Regions from separate parts of the Mus musculus genome. Here all the other regions are linked to region 1. A link is a contact called in public HiCAR-type and promoter capture Hi-C data. All regions are on one chromosome and are shown on one strand. Each heading gives the region's core, a stretch centred on a gene start, on an enhancer-like site or on the middle of the called end of the contact. The rest is flanking DNA. Distances are from core to core; before and after follow the strand shown.

Region 1 (2,609 bases), core at 30-2,529:
CAGGAAAGTGACCCTATGTGTATATAACCAAAGAAGCATGAAGCCCTTGCTTTGCTTTAAAAGGGGGTTATTTAAAATGTCAAGACCATTCTTAGCTGAACAAAAATAGACAGTAGGTTAGATATAGCCTGTGAGTTCTAGTTTGCCTTTATTAACTACTGCTCTAGAGGTCAGAACAGAAACTATGGGGCCAAACTGGGAATATTTGGCTCCAATAGAAAAGGGATAACCAGAGTTATAGGAAAATGAAATTTGTTTCCCAGGAAATTACAACCACTGCCTTACAAAAAAAAGATAGAAAAGATATTCAAAAGGCACTGATTAGGGATGTCATGGGAAGAGTCTAAGGCCTGACCAGGGATTGGTTTTCCTCTTTAATGTCTATAGGATGGCCACCATGTCAAAATGTTTTCTCTTCTATGTATCCATCATTTCTCACCCACTCACTTCTATGTTTATATTTGCTAGGTCTTTATACACGAGCCACTCCTCCTTGACTACCATGTGTTGATAATTGCCTCAACTTGTTCCTAATTTTTCATGCATCTTATTTTCTATTCAGAAACTAAGGGGTTAATGTCAAAAGGGCAAGGTTCGCTGGGCAGCTGCTGCACTGTTGCCTAGCAACCCTGAGGGACAGCTCAGAATTTCTGCAAAAGCTTTTGTGGAAAGATGGTCTGATCCAACTATCAGGGCAGAGTAAAGAGCAAAGGAGATAATGTATGTTGAACCCATGATAAACCAAGAAACAGGATCTGATTCTGTCTCACAGAATGTTGGCTCTTCCTTTATGTCACTAGGAGGAAATTAAATTTGCTTAAAGAGATTTCAGCTCGTTCTGCTCCCCTCCTTTCCCCCAGTGGTTTGGTCCTGCTTCTCAGAACAGCATCCTTTCCACTAAACCTCCAGAGTGGCCTGCTCCTGTCTCACAGATTATTAGGCCCTTTCTGCTTTTATTTTTCCAGGTAGTTATTTAGCTAACACCTAGAGTGATTTGATTGTGTCTTACACTAAACCATCCCCACTCGGTTCCCTGTTCACTGCAGTGGTTTGCTCCTATCTGCTGAGCATCAGCATCTTTCCCCTCCTGTCTCACAGGAATGATTAGATACTGCGTCACGGAGCATCAGGCTTTTAGCCCCTCCCCCGGGGTCCACAGTGGTTTGATCCTACCTCATGGACTATTAGGCTCTTTCTGATTCCCCCTCTAGCATCACCATTACTAATGGTATGGTCCTTAGCATCAGGTCCTTTTTGTCCCCCACTGGTCTTCTGAGCAGACTTGACGCAGTTTCATCTCATTCCTGAGGTATCCTGAGCCCCTCAGTGCCATACTTCTGCGTGAGTGCTGTGAACTGGAGCAAATGGGTTGAAAATGGCCAGAAGTTGCTCTTGGTCTCTTTAGATCTTTTATGACAAAGAAAAAAATTGAATTTCTGACCAGTTAAAATCCATTTGAGCCAGTTTAAGCTAATTATGCAGAACTGGAGCCTGAGGTCGGTAAATCCAGGAAGATGGCTGAATACTATGCTGACTCAAGTACAGACAAGGAGCCAGGTATTTATAAAAGTTGAAAGTAATCTGAGAGAAGGAAAAAAGTCTGATTAAGGAAGCAGGAAAATATAGGAAGTAGGGTTGGTAGAGGGAAGGCTCAGAAGAGGTTGGTGCAACCAGAAACAATTTTTTTTTAGAGGTTGAGAGGTCATTTCTAGGAAGCAATGCAGGGTTTGGGGCTCTAAATTCAGGTGTCTAGGAGACAGTCTGAATGCTGACATCATCTGGTAGGCTGGAGCTGAGACTGGGTGATTTGTGGTGCAGTGATGCTGTCTGGCTCTGCAGGCCTGCTCCTAGGCCATTCTTTATATGTGTGTCACCTCAGGCTTTTTGATAGTTCCAAGCCTACAAATGGCCATCCTTTCACCTCTTTAACTGAGCTGGTCATTTAAATTAGGAGGGAGTGAGCAATTTTGAAGAAATAGCAAATAAGAATAAGTAAGACAGGTGTGCATGAATGAGTTGATTAGAATTGAGTTGGGGCGCTCACTTTCTAATTTCTGTTTCAGCAGGGTAGTTGGGGAAGTGGCAGGTTGAGAATAGTACCTCTTTTCTCATCCCTGGCATGGGTTATCCTCAGGGCTGTAGGTTGATGTAGAAACTAGCATATGTGGTCTGGATTTCTGTCATGTGCCTGTGTTCCTGCTCTTTGTGGGGAGTGCAGTGAAAAGGTTGAGGCTGAGGCATGGAGGATGAAAACAATGATATTTTCACAGACTGCAGCATTTCTGATGCAGTGGGACAGTGGGCAGGCCTGATGACTTGATGACGACTGATGTTCTGCTGCAAGATGGAGGGTGGGGTTGGAGCTGGCTGGTGCAGCTGCTAGGGGGTGCATGTGATTCTCTGGCTCCCTTCTTGGAAGCAGCAAAAGAAAGCTTTCCTAGAATGATCTAGAAACTTGGCTGCCTGGGAGGGAAGTTGATCTTTAATATAAATATATGTTTGGAGAATTTGTTAGGATTCTGTATGTTTAGGAAGGTTGCTTCAGTTAGCCACTGCCCATTTCTCCAAAGGGAGGATGGCGGCCATTTTACTGAAGGCAGCTGAATGGC
Region 2 (2,609 bases), core at 40-2,539, 830 kb before region 1:
CAGGAGTCGGATGCGTTTGACCAGATTGTCGAGGAGGAGTCGTCCTCGGATGAGGTAAACTGCCCTACCTAAACTGAAGGGTTCGCTAAGCCCCGAAATGTTAAATCTGTGAGAGGTACTCCTGGAGAATTTTAAGTAAAACAGTCTTTGTTATAACTACGAGGCCCATTCAGTTGTGAGGACGTGAAAGGGCCTCATTTGGTAGGCCTAATTCTCTAATCTTCGTAAGCGGTCGGCGGAAAGATGCTACTATCAACGCTCTAGAGCTAGGTACCAACGAGATGGGATGTAATTTTGTGAAGTTACCCTGATAGGACTTGTCGCTAATTAATGGGCCTGGTTGTGTCTGATCCAGGTGTCCTGGCAACCTTTTCGAAGGCGGAAGAGAACAGGGCTGTTGAGAAACGTAGGAACGGGATTCTCGGACTCGTTTTAAACCAGAGACTGTTAACTTCGTAATTCTAAGGGTAGGGGAAGTAGAAGCCATGGCGTGAACCTCGTGAACCTCGGGGTACTCACGCCCAGGGGCATTTGTGGAATTCAGAGGTCATCAGACTTGTCATGCCGGAAGAGCGTTTAACCGCTCGAAACCTCTCTTAGCCGGTCCCTATTCTGAAAATATATATATATATATGGGAGTGGGCAATCTGGGAGACAAAAAAGAGTCCAGTTTCCACCCTAGAGGCTGGAGCCCCTCAGACCGTGAGGACGTAGGGAAGCCGGTGCTTTTGTAGGCTAGACCAAATCCCCACGTGTGAAGAACCGGATCTACTGCAGTGGCTTTCCCCCTTCGAGATGCTTTCATGCAGTTCCTCAGCTTGTGGTGAGCCCCCAACCATAAAAGTATTTTTGTTCCTACTTTATCATTGTAATTTTCTTGCTGTTATGAGTTGTAATGTAAACAGCGTATGCGACCCCAGTGCAAGGGTGGTTCGACCCCGAAGGAGTCGCAACCCGCAGGTCGAAAACCTCTGGTCTATTGGGTAGGGTTCCCAGATTTGAAAAAGATTTCCTAATGCCCACTTAAATTTGGATGTCAGCTAAGGAGCAACTAATTTTGCAGTATCAACATGGCCTGTGTGCCGAGGTGGTGATACACATTCGTTGTTAATGTGATATTCAAATGGAACGGGCTGTCGCGTTTGCCAGAACCATGTTCACCCAGCGGCCGAGTGGAGGAAGGGCCTCTGAGGGAATTCCAGGAAACTCCGAGGACCAGTGGGCATTAAGTGGGAGTGAGGATGGTCGGAGGGGAGCTGGCGCTGCATGGCGCAGAGTCGCTGAGCATCGCTAGGGCGACTTCCTCCGCACCTCTCCACCTCCGAACCTGCATGGGCCCCGGGTAGCCAAGTCCACACAGGTGGGGGCTGGCGGCTGGGAAGCAGCCCCGGCCGGGGAGCTGCGTGCTAGGACCGCCTTCCATCCCCCACAGGGGTGGAGCCAGACCGAGGTGGAAACCGCCTGCAGCTCTATCTCCGAGGTTGAGGAGCCGCAAGAGAAAATGGAGCCGGCCAAGATGGCGCCTATCAAGAACGCTCCGAGAGATGCCTTGGTAAGCGCGCGCGGGGAGCAGGGCCCGGCGCACTCCGTAGCATTGGGACCTGTGAGACAGGCCAGCCCGAGCGCTTGCCGGGGGAGCCCGAGCGCCTGGCGGGGATCGCGCGCCGTTTGCAGCCGGTAGACGTGGCTGGGAAAGGGCAGTGGAGTCCCCCTGTCCCTGGGGCTCCGTCCTTGCTCCTGGGGAGCCCCTCCAAAGGGCTGCCGCGGGGCTTTGTCTCGCTGGCCCGAGGCCACCCCCACCCACAAGTCCGCAGCCTCCTCGCTTCACGAGGATTCCCTGACTGCGACATGGGTTCTGATGCTAGTAGCTTCCCTCGCTGACAGATCCGAAAATGACAGCCAGCTGGACCCACCCCTACCTCTGCCTGGAAAGCCGGTAAAGGCCATTCTTGTGCCTTTGCTCCCACCCTTGCTAAAAGTTTTCAGCAAGAACATATGCCTGATTTTGTGTGATCACTGATAGGCAAACACTGGGAGAGGCACAAGGAGGAACGGTTTGCTGCATATAAAAATATGCCTTCCATCCAGCCTTGATTTCTTTCACTTAACATCGCGCATTCCGTCTGGCATTTTGTCTTTCTTTGAATCCACAGGTGATGGCACAGATCCTGAAGGATATGGGAATCACAGAGTATGAGCCAAGGGTTATAAATCAAATGTTGGAATTTGCTTTCCGTAAGTTAAATAAGTGAATACACCCAAAACCTGACCTCATGAATTAGAGAAGCTCGTTTGCTATAACACTTTAAACCAAAAGCAGTTGTTACTAATCTAGAGATGAGTAAAGCACTAAAAAGGAGCGCAAGTTAAGGGGTTGTAGTATTTAGATATGGCATGTCCGCATAAGTAAAGTATGCGAATAGGACAATTAGCGATTAAAACCAAAATTCATAAAGGTTCCAGAAATTAGCGGAACCTTTAAAAACCAGGGAGCATAAATAGTAAGGTGCTTTTAGGTTAGTCTTGGTTATGCATACTGTAATCTAGCCCTTGAGAAGGAGAGGCAAGAGGATCGGAAGTTCCAAGGGATCCCTTGGCGATATAGTGAG
Region 3 (2,609 bases), core at 72-2,571, 800 kb before region 1:
TTCCCTTACATGTGTTAGTATCTAAAGGATGCCCTCACTTGAACTGGCCCAAATCTTCAAAGGGACCAGGATTACTGCCAATCAGTCATCCACTTCCAAAGAAGGTCAAGCAGGCAGAGTAGTCAGTCACTGCGACCATCAATGGCCCTTAAAAATTCCCATCCTTGGGTCCTATAGTTGTTACATGAACAACCAGGCCCATCAGTTATGTATCTAACCATCATCCTTGACTCCTGGCAAAAAAAAAAAAGTATACATTATGAAAGGCAAAAAGGAGAAGACGCATACACCCTAGTAATTCTTTCAGGTAAGGGAGAAGCCAAGTTAAGTCAGTGACCTGGGACCCACATGTGCCACGTGCGTGGGAGCCTTCCTCAGTTCTGACATCCTGCTTCTCTAGCCACCTCTCGAGTGAGGTTACAGGCCTCCAACTCCCGGCGGCCACACCCTGCATGTGTCACAATCCTGATGCAAACCCCAGGGCCAGGAGTCCAACCGCAAGGTAGGGCAGCAGAGGCCTGTTATATAAGCCATACAGAGCTTCATCCAGTGGGCCTCACCCTCCCACCCACAATTCTTTGGGGAGAGGGACCTCCACTCGAGAGGACTTTGAGCAACATCTTTTGGGAAAGAAATCATTTGTACCAGGACCAATGAAACGTGGGCGGTTTCGGATTCGTCACGGATGGTCCAAGAATCTTGGGGGAAGGGAAACTAGCTAAATGACCTTTCAAGGTCCCTCAGCAGGGGCCTAGAGATTTGCAGGATAAGTACTACGTCCATTCTCGCTACAAGAGATGAAACTGCACTTCAGAAATGGGAAAAAGATTGAGTCCTGAGAATCTGAGCCCTTTATCAGTGGGATCAACTCCCTAAAGGACACATTTGGTCGCTTTTTAAGCTAGAAGCAGTTAGGACGCAGAAAAGCAAACTCAGACACAGTCTCCGCCCCAATGAGGTGAGAGGAACAGCCTTAACCTCCAAACCCAGGACCCCCAAGACCCAGCTGAAAAATAAGTGCAACTTAAGGTGATGGGAAAACCGTGCTTGCCACGGCCAGAGAGAATGTGGCCCCGAGGGCTTGAGGGCAGCAGTACGGAATTACCTCATCACGACCCGCTTCCCCTTCACGTCCAGCTTGTCCAAAGTCAGCTTGTTGGAAAGCGACATTTTGGCAACACCGTGAGGTCGAAAGGCCCGGAGATGAGGAAGAGGAGAACAGCGCGGCAGACGTGCGCTTTTGAAGCGTGCAGAATGCCGGGCCTCCGGAGGACCTTCGGGCGCCCGCCCCGCCCCTGAGCCCGCCCCTGAGCCCGCCCCCGGACCCACCCCTTCCCAGCCTCTGAGCCCAGAAAGCGAAGGAGCAAAGCTGCTATTGGCCGCTGCCCCAAAGGCCTACCCGCTTCCATTGCTCAGCGGTGCTGTCCATCTGCACGAGACTAGTGAGACGTGCTACTTCCATTTGTCACGTCCTGCACGACGCGAGCTGCGGGGCGGGGGGGAACTTCCTGACTAGGGGAGGAGTAGAAGGTGGCGCGAAGGGGCCACCAAAGAACGGAGCCGGTTGGCGCCTACCGGTGGATGTGGAATGTGTGCGAGGCCAGAGGCCACTTGTGTAGCGCCAAGTGCCCAGCGGGGCTGCTAAAGCGCATGCTCCAGACTGCCTTGGGAAAAGCGCCTCCCCTACCCGGTAGAATTCCCAGGCGCCTTTTCTAGACCTTTGCAAATGTCATCCCCTTTTGGAATCCTCTGCTTTCTCAGCTCCCAAATGGAAGTCTACATAAGGTCTTACTTAGTAATCGAAACCTCTCAGAAGTTAAAAAAGGACCAGGCCTTCCCCTCCCCCCTTTTATAATAAAAAGTACAATGTAATTGCTGTGGTTACATTATTCATAATGACGAATACATATAGCATGTGTCATGCTAACTAACAATGCTCATAAAATTCCTAAGTACGTTCTGTTATTAAAGATGAAGTAACTGATAGACAAAGATTTAGTGTCTTATCAAGACTGCAAAGCATCTAAGTGATCATTTCAATCCTGGGCCACTGTGATTTCGACTGCTTTGGGAGTGTAGCTCAGTGGTAAAATGCGGGCCAGAGGCCGTGGATCCAATCTCCAGCACTGTTTAAAAACAAAAACAAAACTTTAAATCTCTACTGACACTCATTTGGGCTAAGGACGGTGCTCAGTGGTAAAGTGCTTGCCTGACGGTCTGAGACAGGACAACTAGTTAGGAAATTGAAGGGCACATGAGAAATGGAAGCCCTTGTTCACTCTCCTGGTTTTTTCTTTCCACCTCTCTCACTGGCAGATATCCAGGAGTGACTGGCCAAAGCACCTCTGGAAGTTACTATATTATGTGAAGTAACTCAGAAAGACAATACCATGTGTTTTCTATCCTATGCAGCTTTTTATATAAGCATATACATGGAGAGGAGAGACAGGTCCAGGAAAGGGAAACAGTTTTAAGAGAACAGAGGACGGAAAAAGAACTGGGTAACAGGAGCCACGTGACATGGAAGAGACAAAGGACTGCAGGAATGCTGAGAGCCCCCATGGTTATCCAATAGCAGTAGTGCAGTCTGAAATCGGATACATACAAGC
Region 4 (2,609 bases), core at 61-2,560, 620 kb before region 1:
GTCTCCAGAGCAAGTTCCAGGACAGCCAGGCTACACAAAGAAACCCTGTCTCAAAAAAAAAAAAAAAATGATAAAAAAACTTTTCCTACAGTATTTTTAAAAGTCCCTAAGTCACTTAAAGATCAAAGAAATTGAGATTACCAAACAACTGTTGTTTCAACACTCTGATTTACCAAGTGATCTCCCCTCTATACCAAAATAAAATTAAAAACAAACAAACAAACAAAACCACCCAGTTTAGTGACCAGAGATTGGTTAATGGTCTTTGACATAGGTATTACTTACTAACCTCTGTTTTACAAAAACAAGTTTATAACGCTAAATCATTTGTCCAAAGTGAAAGAAATAATAAACACAGCTTGTAGCAGATGAAAGATCAGTTGGGCTTCTTTCTTTTTTTTTTTTTTCAATTATTCCCAAAGTACTTCAGTACTTAGAACACAGCATGTGATCTAAAGGTAAAATAAAACTAAATCCATGGCTAGAAAAGCAAGTAAGTATTGTGTAAGGTCACCTTCATTCACATTACTGAAGGTCACCTTCAGGGTAAAGCAATTACAAAAATGAATTTTTTTCTTTCCAGTCCAGTGTATTTTCCATATATACTGCTAGTCTCAAGTTTCCACGTACTTGCCTAACTTTAAAGCAGGAAAAAAAAATGACCATGATTGTTTTCGCTATAGTTAATATTCCGTTAATAATCTACAGATGACTTCTTCAAAGCTGCCAGGCTTAAGGTTTTCAACCCCTTGCTATGAATCCAGATGCGGTAGATTTAGTTTCCTACCACCGTTATTGTAGGAGATCAGTTCTTCTACGTAAATACACTCCCAGAGCTAAAATTTAGATCATCGCTAAAAGAGCAAGGTGTCCGCCAAAGCGTTCTTCCTGGAAATCATAGGTCTCTGAAGAAAGAGAATGCATAACGAGGTTAGGAACACAAGGACAGGATGATAAAGCCACTGTCACAGCTACCTCTGTTATGGCTAGCTTCCCTTCCCAGTGACTGGAGACCACGCAGGGGACCATGCACCTAGAATTAAAACCCGCAGGATTTGGGGCGGAGGAAGAGGGCAGAAGAGCACGAGGACAGCCGGATCCCGGGTGTTGTAAAGAACTCGCCCACATTATCTGCTCACCTTGGAGACGGCTTAGTGCGTTTTTGGCTAAGGGCAACATCGCGGAGACGAAGATGGAACTGCGGCGACTATGCTGCTGCCTTGGTGCAAATTCACCCCAGCTACCCTTGCAAAGCGTCCTGAAAAACAAAATGGCTTTCAGCAGGGAGCCCAAATGAGAATTGGTGAGATGTCGCGAGATTTAGGGGTTGACCTATAGAAATTGTCATCCTAGTTCCTGCGAGGAAATAGGAAGGTCTTTGGGAAATGTAGTTTCAAGCTTGATGGCTTCCATAAAGTAGTATTTACTAAGCAGGGAGGTTAACTCTTTGGACAAAGGTTTCGGACTCTACAAAGGAGAGCTGAGACACCGACCTTACATAAGGCACCAGCATCAAAATGGTGCTAAAACTCCAGAGGATTGGATCTAGTGTCTCACTTCCAATTACAGTCCCTTCAAATTTTTCACATTCTGTCTCCTATTACCTACATTAATTGGTTTTACCTTTATTGGTTTTTTTTTTTGGAATTTTTGTGGGGGAGTTGAGACACGGCCTCTCTATTTAGTCCTGGCTGACCAGGAACTCTCTATGTAGACCAAGCTGGCCTGGAACTCACAGAAAAAGTCCTGCCTTTGCCTCCCAAGTGCTGGGAGATCAATTGACCTTTTTCCCCTAAGGATTCCAGTTCATGTGCATCTGGCAAGAATACTATATATGTATCTTCTTAAGAAACTCTGTGTAGGGCTGGTGAGATGGCTCAGTGGGTAAGAGCACCCGACTGCTCTTCCAAAGGTCCAGAGTTCAAATCCCAGCAACCACATGGTGGCTCACAACCATCCTTAATGAGATCTGATGCCCTCTTCTGGTGTGTCTGAAGACAGCTACAGTGTACTTACATATAATAAATAATAAATAAAAAAAAAAAAAAAAAAAAAGAAACTCTGTGTAAGCCAGGTCTCCCTATGTAACCCAGACTGGCTAGAACTTACTATGTAGCCCAGACTGGCCTAGAATTTGCAATTCTTTTGCCTTAGCTTCTCTAGTGTCATGATTAGATAAATAATGTACAAATCAAACTCTGCTTTTTAGAGCATCCTATCAAAAGGTATAGGATCTTAGCATGTCCCATTCAGTAATAGTATGAACTTAATCATTTAATCCAAGCACTGCATACCAGATTTCTACACTTTAAAGTCACCGCTTTCCCTTTGTAATTAAAAAAAAAAAGTATCTTGAGTGGAAAGGAGGGATGTGTGCAAAAAAAAAAAAAAAAAGGTAACTCCAATGCATAATGACTATCCTATTCTGCATAAGCTTCTATCCACTATGTTTTGTATCCATTGGTAATTCTTTACCACACTGTGTCTGTATGACCACTGCAGTTCATATGCCTAAAGCAACCTGAGTGAGCATAAAACAGAGATACTCAAACCACCATGCTTATTTGGTATGCTTGTTTATTTTTTAAGATTTATTTATTTATTATATG
Region 5 (2,609 bases), core at 35-2,534, 540 kb before region 1:
GGAGAGCCAGGGCTGCACAGAGAAACTCTGTCTCGGAAACAAACAAACAAACAAACAAACAAAAACCTAGTCTGATTGTTGGAATGCATTGTTTGAAAAGAGACTCTTCTCTTGTCATTCTAGTCCAAAACTGCAACCCTGACATCTAAGCATGACCAAAACTGTTGCATATTTCAGGAAAAATAAACAGAATGAACAAAATAAAGGGAATGAACATGTGTTCCAGAATAAATGTGGGCACAAAGTTGGAAACTTCAAATTTAGAAAACTTATTTGTGATTTGCAGAGATTATGAATGAAAAATGAAATGAGGGGGAAACGATTTGGATCAGTTGGTAAGTGAGATATACCCCCAATCATATCAGATTGAACTAATGGCTGACCTGTGTGTGACAATTTCAAGATTGTTCAATATCAAAAGAATTAGATGTCAATGTCCAGTTGATCATATATATATAAATACCTGTAAGTATCCTTAAGTATGATGGGGTACACCTGTCTTCTAAGCACTTTGGGAGGCTGCAAGGACAGTCCAAGTTTGAGGCCAGCCTCATATACATGTTGAGTTGCAGCCTAGTCAGGACTGTATAGCTAGAATTTTTCTCATTCTCTTTCCACAAAAGGTAAAAATTCACACGTGTAAGCGTTGGCAAGCTGAATATTATAATGAAATATATAGAAGAAAAATTAAGAATATTATAAAATAGGAAAGAAAATATTTATATTTTGGGTGGCTATGGAGATTAATGATTAAGAGTGTGCATGTGGGGGAGGGGTTAGGACATAGCTCAATGATAGAGTATTTGCCTAACATGCACAAAGCCTTGGGTTTAAAACAGCATAAGAATGTATGTCCACCCTCCCCGCAAGGATGGATGTTTGGCTGAATGTGGAACTTGTGCATTGGTATCCTCACCCATTAAAATGTTAGGTCTGCCTACTTTGGATGGTTCAAGCATGAGATTAAGATAAAGGATCTGTGTAGTGGTCGACATATAGTAAATTCTCAATAAACGTAAATGGGGTGTCATTGTTTCACCAATTATGTGGAAGTAGAGAGGTTGGACCAAGAGCGCATTTTCAGGATAATGTCAAGATACATCCCTGACACTTTGAGGTCAGCAGTAACTGAACTGGACCCCACTAAGAAGAGGTGGAGGGGATCAAATGACGTCGACCGCCTTAGCAACAGGCTCCCAAAGAAGGTGAATTTCCGTAGCCAATAAGACACTGAGCTCTGGCAGAGGTAGCCAATAGATGACGGAAAGAGGAAGAGGGAGGACGCGCCAATTCTCCTGCCCAAGCCTCGGCCCAACAAAATGGCGTCGGCATAGGCCTTGCTTTGTTTCCGTGGCTCTTGCAGCAGCAGCAGCAGCAGCAGCAGCAGCGGTAGCGGACTCTGAGCTGGGAGGACGATCCAGCACTATCTGCGGTGACTACTAAGATCCCAGTACTTTTCGTTCAGCCACTGGCGCCGAGGAGCGCAGAACGGTACCCAAGGGGTTGCCAAGCCAAGCGGCCGTCCGAGCCAAAAACATGACCGCTGAGCCCATGAGGTAAAACGCAAGCCCTTGTCACGGGCCCCGGCGTTCTGCTCCCGGGCGCCTTCCACTCGAGTGGGGTGTTTGCAAAGACGTGCGCTAGGTGCCCTAGGCCCGCGCGCGGCTTCGCGGTCAGCGGCATCGTTTTCCCTCTAGGTGAGCGGGGCTGGGGGAGCGCGGTGGGAAGCCCCAGCTGGGGCTTGGGGTGTGTGTGTGTGTGTGTCTATGTGTGTATGTGTGTGTCTGTCTGTCTGTCTGTGTGTGTGTCGGTCGGGGGCGGCATGCGGCGCGCGCGTTGCCTTTCCCGCCTCCCGCCGCTGCGGAGCCGGGAGCCCCTGCTCGGCTCACGCCTCCGTGCCCGCGGCGTCGAGGCCTGGGGGCGGGGGGTGTCGCGGGCCACCGAACGCTTGCGGTCAGTCTTTCGAATCTCGGGGCCTAGCGACTGCGTGGGGAAGGAGGGGGGAGGGGGGGGGAGAAGGTGGATGGGGGAGGGGGAGGGGCGGAGGATGGGGAGGGGGAGGGGCGGCGGGAGGAAGTGAGATCCTGGAACTAGCGAACCCCAATGGTCGCCTCCACTGGAAGTCCTCCAGCTCTCCGCGGCTCCGAGAGGAGAGCCGAGCATTGGAGGTAGGAGGGCCGGGCCCGGAAGGTACCTCTAGAAGGTGCCTTTTCGCCCCCCGACTCCAGATCCTGGAGGGTTATCTTGGGGACCCCTGGGCGGCTGAGACGGAGAGCGGGCAGCCCAATGCGGGCTTTTGCTTTCTGAGAACAGCGGCCGACGACTTTGCAGGAGAAGTCCGGTTTTTGACGGGACATCGGTTGTTGTTACCCCCTGCGGTTTGGGACACGTTCCGTGAAGTAGTTAGATCGTGCTTTTATTTATTTGTTCCACGAGGCATGTGGAGCGGGTTAACGGGGATTCACCAGAAGATTTATTGCAAAGGTAGAAGAGAGCCCAGGCCCGATGTTAGCGATCAAATACGTTTACGATTCAGGCTGTTTTTCCACGCGTTTCTGATTTGCTTTTTGATTGTTTGGAGTAGTTAATCTGAAATGGATTCCGCTTTT

What was found. Promoter capture Hi-C pulls out the DNA fragments that hold promoters and counts their contacts. HiCAR-type assays count read pairs that join an accessible place to other places.
Region 2: a contact with region 1 is called in a HiCAR-type map of astrocytes, with 3 times the contacts expected there. The contact joins the promoter of Taf9b here to the promoter of 5330434G04Rik in region 1. A contact is called at or near these places in 1 of 39 promoter capture datasets (hippocampal neurons) and 1 of 115 datasets of contacts at active chromatin or transcription factors (astrocytes).
Region 3: a contact with region 1 is called in a promoter capture Hi-C map of hippocampal neurons, with 8 times the contacts expected there. The contact joins the promoter of Pgk1 here to the promoter of 5330434G04Rik in region 1. A contact is called at or near these places in 3 of 39 promoter capture datasets (cranial neural crest, hippocampal neurons and maxillary cranial neural crest) and 1 of 115 datasets of contacts at active chromatin or transcription factors (astrocytes).
Region 4: a contact with region 1 is called in a promoter capture Hi-C map of hippocampal neurons, with 9 times the contacts expected there. The contact joins the promoter of Cox7b here to the promoter of 5330434G04Rik in region 1. A contact is called at or near these places in 3 of 39 promoter capture datasets (cranial neural crest, hippocampal neurons and second pharyngeal arch cranial neural crest), 5 of 484 Hi-C or Micro-C datasets (the N1E-115 cell line, brain, cerebellum and 2 more) and 2 of 115 datasets of contacts at active chromatin or transcription factors (astrocytes and embryonic forebrain).
Region 5: a promoter capture Hi-C map of hippocampal neurons shows a contact between it and region 1, with 7 times the contacts expected there. The contact joins the promoter of Atrx here to the promoter of 5330434G04Rik in region 1. A contact is called at or near these places in 3 of 39 promoter capture datasets (cranial neural crest, frontonasal cranial neural crest and hippocampal neurons), 1 of 484 Hi-C or Micro-C datasets (forebrain), 1 of 115 datasets of contacts at active chromatin or transcription factors (embryonic forebrain) and 1 of 9 other capture datasets (pancreatic islet).

Annotation. Positions count from the first base shown.
Region 1 is chrX:105,390,424-105,393,032 of GRCm38.p6, reverse strand. It overlaps 5330434G04Rik (RIKEN cDNA 5330434G04 gene), which reads left to right and starts at 1,279. Exons shown (of 5, transcript NR_015552.2): 1 at 1,279-1,557.
Region 2 is chrX:106,218,522-106,221,130 of GRCm38.p6, reverse strand. Taf9b (TATA-box binding protein associated factor 9B) reads left to right here and starts at 1,289. Exons shown (of 7, transcript NM_001001176.2): 1 at 1,289-1,552; 2 at 2,154-2,235. The coding sequence starts at 1,502.
Region 3 is chrX:106,185,812-106,188,420 of GRCm38.p6, reverse strand. It overlaps Pgk1 (phosphoglycerate kinase 1), which reads right to left and starts at 1,321. Exons shown (of 11, transcript NM_008828.3): 1 at 1,106-1,321. The coding sequence starts at 1,170.
Region 4 is chrX:106,014,401-106,017,009 of GRCm38.p6, reverse strand. Cox7b (cytochrome c oxidase subunit 7B) reads right to left here and starts at 1,310. Exons shown (of 3, transcript NM_025379.2): 1 at 1,140-1,310. The coding sequence starts at 1,179.
Region 5 is chrX:105,928,047-105,930,655 of GRCm38.p6, reverse strand. It overlaps Atrx (ATRX, chromatin remodeler), which reads left to right and starts at 1,284. Exons shown (of 35, transcript NM_009530.2): 1 at 1,284-1,556. The coding sequence starts at 1,537.